2 separate regions of the Anas platyrhynchos genome follow, and region 1 is linked to region 2. The links are chromatin contacts, called in public Hi-C maps. All regions are on one chromosome and are shown on one strand. Each heading gives the region's core, a stretch centred on a gene start, on an enhancer-like site or on the middle of the called end of the contact. The rest is flanking DNA. Distances are from core to core; before and after follow the strand shown.

Region 1 (3,241 bases), core at 54-2,553, 36 kb before region 2:
TACTCTAGCTTTTTCTTTTCTTTCTTTTTTTTTTTTTTTTTTTCCTACCAGGTGTCTCACTCAATCTATGCAAAAGAGGGCAAAATTAAGGCTTGGTGGCACCAGAAACACTCTGTTAGGGGATGGAACCGCTGCTCTTTTAGCATGGATTTTTGTTTCTGTGTGTGGCAGTGCCCATGAGAAGCTGCTCGCTGCCATGTGGAGTAACACCACCTCTGCAGTCTGCCTCAGAACAAGTGGGGAGCTTAAAATGGCTCAAAATTCGCCCTATCTGCTTGTGGCTCACGGTCAGCCGAAATGTTCATATTAGGCTGGTCCTCAGCGAGTGGAGAAGCCTTATCCTCGCAGCCAAAAGGAAACGCAGAGCTGGGCATAAGAGGCTGTTGAAACCACACGTCATGTTTGGGTTTGCTGTGTCATAATGATTTTATTCCGGTCAGGATAAGTCTTTCTGCAGCTGTTTTCCTATGGAGCTGATGGCAAAGGGCAGGGACTTGGCTGATACCAGGCAGAAGGGAAGAGCACCAAGAGGAGGAAGCTCCTTGCAGAGAAAACATCTCTGTTAAAAATGCATTTTTTTTTTACGCTTCTTTTTTTTTTTTTTAAGTTTCAGAGGCATTGCCCGTGGTTAAGAGGTAAAATAAGGGATGTGGAATGAGGCCTCAGACCTCAGGCCTACGAGTATTTTCCCTTTCTTTCAACCTTCTGTATTTTCCCTTTTCTAAATGCGGTATTGACAGGGGAGCCCCGGCCACAGCGCTGCGTGGGTGCTCCATCATCTCCTCACAGCTGGGGACACCCGGCCCTTCTCACCCCAATCCCTCGGTGGTGTGGCCCTACCGAGAGGCCAGGATGGCCTCATCCCCTAGAGGATGGGCCCAAATGGGTGCCAGTTAGATGCACCCAGATCTGTCCCCACGGGTGTGCTCCCTCCTGGGCCAGGTGCTGTCCCGAAACTCTCAGCTCGTTGCACAGCGGCTACGAAAGTCTCAAGGCCACCGGGGGGACAGTGCAGGCTTACCCAGGCCTACCTTGAGCTGACGAGGGGCACGTGGGTTTTTAACAGAAATTAAAAGTTATCTGCTCTTTTAATGCAGTGCAAAGTACGGCCCGGGTCAGGATTGCATTTCCCGGGAGAAAGTTAAACTTTCAAGGTTAATTTTGTTTCTGAACAACGTGTAAACTTTTTTTTTTTTTTTTTTTTTTTTGAGGCCTGTTTTTTTGCTGACTTACATCTTACGCCCGTGAATCCTGACCACAGGATCGGGACTGGAGACCTTGCATTTTGCAAAGCGGCACAATTTTTGGCGATAAAATAACCATTATATCAGCCCCGGGAACAAAGCAAGCTCGGGGACTGTGTGTGAAACTCCTCTCGCGCACAAAAAGGCAGCCCGCTTGGCACCCAGCTCCGCGAGGCAAGCGCATGAACCCGGGGTGAAAGGCCTTTTCTTCTGTTCCCGCTCCGCTCAGCCATCGAGTTCTGCTCATTCATTACCCCGAGTTAAGCTCTGCAAGCTTACAGTAAACCTCCGAGAGCTGGGTTTTGTACGGAGGAATTTTGCATTAAAGATTCGCTCACCCCCCGGCCTCTTCCCCCGAATCGCACACCTGATAGAAACCTTAAATCCCAATCTAGCCTGAAGTGCATTAATAGGAGCTTTGATTTTCTCTAAAAAGAAGAGAATTAGCTCCATAATCCTACTAGTTATACTTCTAACAATATTATTTTAAGACAATTAATTCATATTTTAAAATAATGAAATTACTAGCACAAGACACTAAACTTCTTTTAGTATATTAAATTGGGCAGATTGCTTCTCTCCTTCTAATTATGAATGTAGCAGTTACAAAAGAAACTGTCATTTTGATAGAGTAAAAGACAATCTGTCTGCCAAAAGTGTCCAACCATAATTCTAAAAAAAAAGTCATCTGCATCAAGAACATGCTACTTTGTTTGATGTACTGTCTTATTGGAAACCTAATTTGCTTTCAACCTCTGAGACAACACATAACATAAGTTTGTGTGACTAATTTTCTTGGAAATATGAGTAATTAGAATAAGGACCATTTCCATAGCAGGAACGGGCAGTTTTCAAAATTCTCAATAACCGCAGTAAGTTGTCTCCTTTTCCCTTTCAGCTGCTCGGTACAAGAGGGAGAGGGAAGAGCGAGGCACGGCTTTGCATAGCACAACGCCAGCCCCCGTGTAAATCGTGAACTCCTGCAAAGTACAGAAAGGTTTATTACCTGAGGTGAGCACTCCCAGAGCTCCCGGAGTATAAAGGCATTAGCCGTATGTTCTAACAAAGTAATAAAAATCAATAAACAGGAACCCCCCACCTGTGCTATGGCCCCAGTGTTAAGTTTTATACATGTAGTAATAGTGCATATCAATTTTCACCACCCTTCCTACGCTAGCTATTACAAGGCATACAACCACCGGAGGGACCGCGAGAGCAGTGCCATTCATCCCACAGAGTTGTCCAGATGCCAGCTCCATTGCATCATTGTCAATTTTATTCTATCTACAACTGGACAAGGCTGCGGCCCCGGCTCCTATCCACCCACTCAGCGCCGCAACAATTGCAAACTCTGTTCGACTGGTTAAAGAGTTTACCAGCCAGCTGAAAGAAAACAGAACAGTTGCATATTAATGCACCCAGCCCCTGAAAGATCACATAATGGAGCGGGAGAAACGTGTAACTGCAACCAATATGTGATCTTGTCCAGCTGCCGCAGCCTGTGGATCAGTGACCAGGTTTTTAAATGAATTAATGCTAAGCATCAATATGCAGCTGCGCCAGGTTTCCACTGCAGCTAGGCGCGGGCTCTACGCTGCTTAATTGCTCAGAGGTATAGAAAGTGTGGGTCATCGTGTGTACGCCGAAATCAAACGCTGCTACAGATGAGGCAGCTCTGCCAGGTTTCAAAAATGACTACTAAATCACACTTATCTTATAATTAAAAAGAATGCCCCCGATAAGGCAGAAAAGAGTGTGAGCATAAACCTTTGCCATGCATTTTCCACTTTTCATTAATCTATGGAAATAAGGGTGGCAGGTTTATTTAAGTACGAAGCAGCCCAGGAAAGTTAGTTGCTTTTCATTTTCAAATCAGGACCGAAAAAACTTTGAGGAATATTTCATTCTACAGGCATCCTTTAAAAGTGTCAGGCTTTCTAATTACTGCCCAAAGATGACCACTGCAGTCTTTAGCAAGTAACGAGAAGTGTTTGAGG
Region 2 (2,951 bases), core at 422-2,921:
TGCAAAGAAGTGAAATTCCATCAGGGGCGGAGGGGGGAACAGCCCCGATTTGTCCAATAACCTATTAAAAATTAATTCCTACCCCATCCCGCTCAGCGCCCCCCAACAGAGGGGAAATGAACTAACATATCTGAGGAAATATTTGTTTTGCTTCTCGCGTAATTATCTTTGCAGCTGATCGTCCCTCTGTTTTTATTATTATTATTATTATTTATTTATTTTGAGCGTATCAAAATACGCTCCCATGGCTAGGAAAGACCCTCTCAGTCACTTCTCTTCCCAACTAAAGGGCACGACCACCCCCTCAAGGAGGGCAGCCTGGCTTGCTGGCGGTGCAAACCCCTGCCCAGCACCTCTTTGTTCCCAAACACCTTTCCCCTCCCTGGCCCTTGGTTATATTTTTCCCCCCCATCCCCAACCCTGTTTGTTGGGCCAGGCTTGGGATGCTCGCTCCCTAAGGATGCACGGGGGGGGTCGGGTGGTCTTGGGGGGTCTGGAGGGGTCTGGGGGGGTCTGGGCACGGCAGCCCCGGGTGCTGAGCCCGCTCCCCCTGCCTGCCCGCCGCTGCTGTCAGCTCGCTGCCTGCACTTTAGCTGTCTCTTTCCCAGTCCCTACCCTGTCAGTTTCTGGCCTGCCAATTTCAACTTGAAGCTTGACTGGGCTGATTTGATGCAAATACCTCCAGGGAAAACCCTGAAACTGATGAACAGTTATGTCAAGTCGATTTTGCACCATCGGGAAAAGGTAACCTCTGCGAGAAAAAAAAACAACAAGGTTAAAGAGACAAGGGCTTTTCACGTGTAATACCACTGCTGCACATCTCGTTCACTGTTTACCATCCCTCAGAAATTGTAACTGTCAGAATTAGTCCTAATTGCAGATGCGAAAGCTGCCATTATAATAAAAACAGAGGCAGTGCAGGCATTAAATGTAGCAGCCTAATTTGTGAGACTACTGAAAAGGTAGAGTAAATGAATATTTCATTACTTTAATTACCAGGGACTACTCTTTTCTTGCTGTCTTATGATAAGTGTTGCTGTAACTAGCAACAGCAAACATCCACTAAAACATAAAGTGCAATAATAGTACTGCTGTCAGGATCGCTGCTTTAAAATACGAGCGGGGGGGCCGGGGAGGGGAGGGGGGGGATATATAATGCTTTATCTATTTCTTAGAGATTCGCAGGAGATGGAAACTCATTGCACGTCAAAAAACAAAGAGGCGAGTAAACAGGTTTTAGCCGAGGAAAACACCGGCCGGGAGGAGGGGGGGAGCTGAGGACACGTCTCGAAGCCCTCACTGGGGGGGGGGAGGCGGTAAGGGGCCGTTCCTCGTTATCCCCCCCCCCTTAAATTATCCCCCCCCCCGTGAGCCAAGTTTGGGGCCGCGCCGAGCGGAGCCGCGCTGGGGAGGGGGCGGCCCCCGTGGGGGCGGCCACGGAGCCCCCCGGGGTTTGTGCGGGGCTGGGGGGAACCGGCAAAGGGCTCCTGGAGGCGGGGGGGGGTCTCTGGGATCCCCCTGCCCGCCCCACCGGGGGTCCTCAGACCGTGCCCGGTGCCGGTCCCCAGCGCAGCGCCCCCCCCCCCGCCCCGTCGGGGCTCCCCCGTGCCCCGGCCCCGGCGCAGCTCCCTCCCCGACGGTCCCAGGCAAATTTGTCAACAATTCGCAGCCACTCTGGTAATTGCATTCCTGGAATCCGCAGCGATGGATGCGCAGATAGGGAGGGAGGAGGGAGGAGAGAGGGAGGGAGCCTCGCTGCTGCCCGCAGCGCCCCGGCCCTCGCTCCCTTCTCCCACGCGTGTCCCCCCCACACCTGGAGACGGGGGGGTCTCTGGGGACCCCACTCGTGTCCTCTCCCCTGATCCTAACCCCCCCAGCTCCTCTCGGCAGCCCCGGTGTCCTGCCCCGGCCCCGAAAATATGCAAGGCTTTGCGGCGGCGCCGAGAAGCAGGACAAAGTTTAACTTCTCCGCTGGCAGCCGGAGAATAAGTGGCGGGCAGAATTGGAGCAAAAGATCTGATTTGCTGAATTCTGCTCTTTGATTTGTGTGTTTGTGTGTTATTGCTACCGCTAAGGTTGTTGCCAACCTCAATTAGATCACAAATGAGATCAGTTTAATTCAGCTCCCAAACTGTGACCTGACCATGGTCTGAAAGTATTCAAACCCGCGTTTTAAGCCTTCCTTTGATTTCCAAAAGGAATACTGCATGCTTGGTCATTCATACAAATAACATAAAACGTAATTATGGGATGATTTGGCAGATGACGTCCCTGCCAAGCGGCTCTCCCTGCCAGCCGCCGCGGTGCTGGCCCGGTGGCGGTGCGGGGCTGAGCGCCCCGTCGGAGCCCCGAGGGGCTGCGGGGGACAGGCGACAGCGGCGGGGGCACCTCCCGGACCCCCCGGCCGGGAGCTGCTGCCTCGCCTGGGAGGGGAGAGGATCCGCGCCAGCGAACCTCCGGGAGGCTGCGACAAAGGGAGCTTGCAGCTTGACACACGGGTAACAGCATAGCAAACACCTTTAATTCTGTCACGTCTCATACCCTTTGCTTTCTCACACGTTTGTGGCTGCTCTAACATCGACACCTCCACTTTAAGGGGGGAAAAAAAAAGAAAAAAAGGAAAAAAAAAAAAAAAAGAACCCTCGACAACAAAAATCCTGAAACGAGGCAATCTTGTGCTGGAGCTAAAAAGAGAAACACCTGTAAAGTTATTCTCCTGAAAAAAATAAAATAAAATAAAATAAGCACCCCACGGGCTGCGTGGGAGAGCCTCCGAGCTGCACGGGGAGGCTGGGGGCCGGCCGAGATTTGGGGCAGAGGGCTCGGAACAGAGGGGAACCGAGGGCTGGGGAGGGGGGCGACGGTGGCGGTGCCCCCCTGCCCTGGCAGCACAAGGGCCGGTGAGGAGGCTGGAGTCAGGATAGAGGCAAGAATCAGGAGGCTGGAGGCAG

The links. Hi-C and Micro-C count contacts between places; a contact is called where the count stands out from the background.
Region 1: a contact with region 2 is called in a Hi-C map of skeletal muscle, with 2.4 times the contacts expected there. The contact joins two enhancer-like sites. A contact is called at or near these places in 2 of 8 Hi-C or Micro-C datasets (skeletal muscle and small yellow follicle).

What each region holds. Positions count from the first base shown.
Region 1 is chr7:4,383,878-4,387,118 of IASCAAS_PekinDuck_T2T, reverse strand. The region is part of intron 2 of ZEB2 (zinc finger E-box binding homeobox 2); the gene reads right to left. Among named protein-coding and RNA genes, the nearest start is that of ZEB2, 48 kb to the right of the region's middle. Within about 2 kb of position 1,303, at least 5 of the 8 cell types and tissues checked have an H3K27ac peak or open chromatin away from gene starts, as enhancers often do.
Region 2 is chr7:4,348,326-4,351,276 of IASCAAS_PekinDuck_T2T, reverse strand. All of the region lies in intron 2 of ZEB2 (zinc finger E-box binding homeobox 2), which reads right to left. Among named protein-coding and RNA genes, the nearest start is that of ZEB2, 13 kb to the right of the region's middle. Within about 2 kb of position 1,671, at least 2 of the 8 cell types and tissues checked have an H3K27ac peak or open chromatin away from gene starts, as enhancers often do.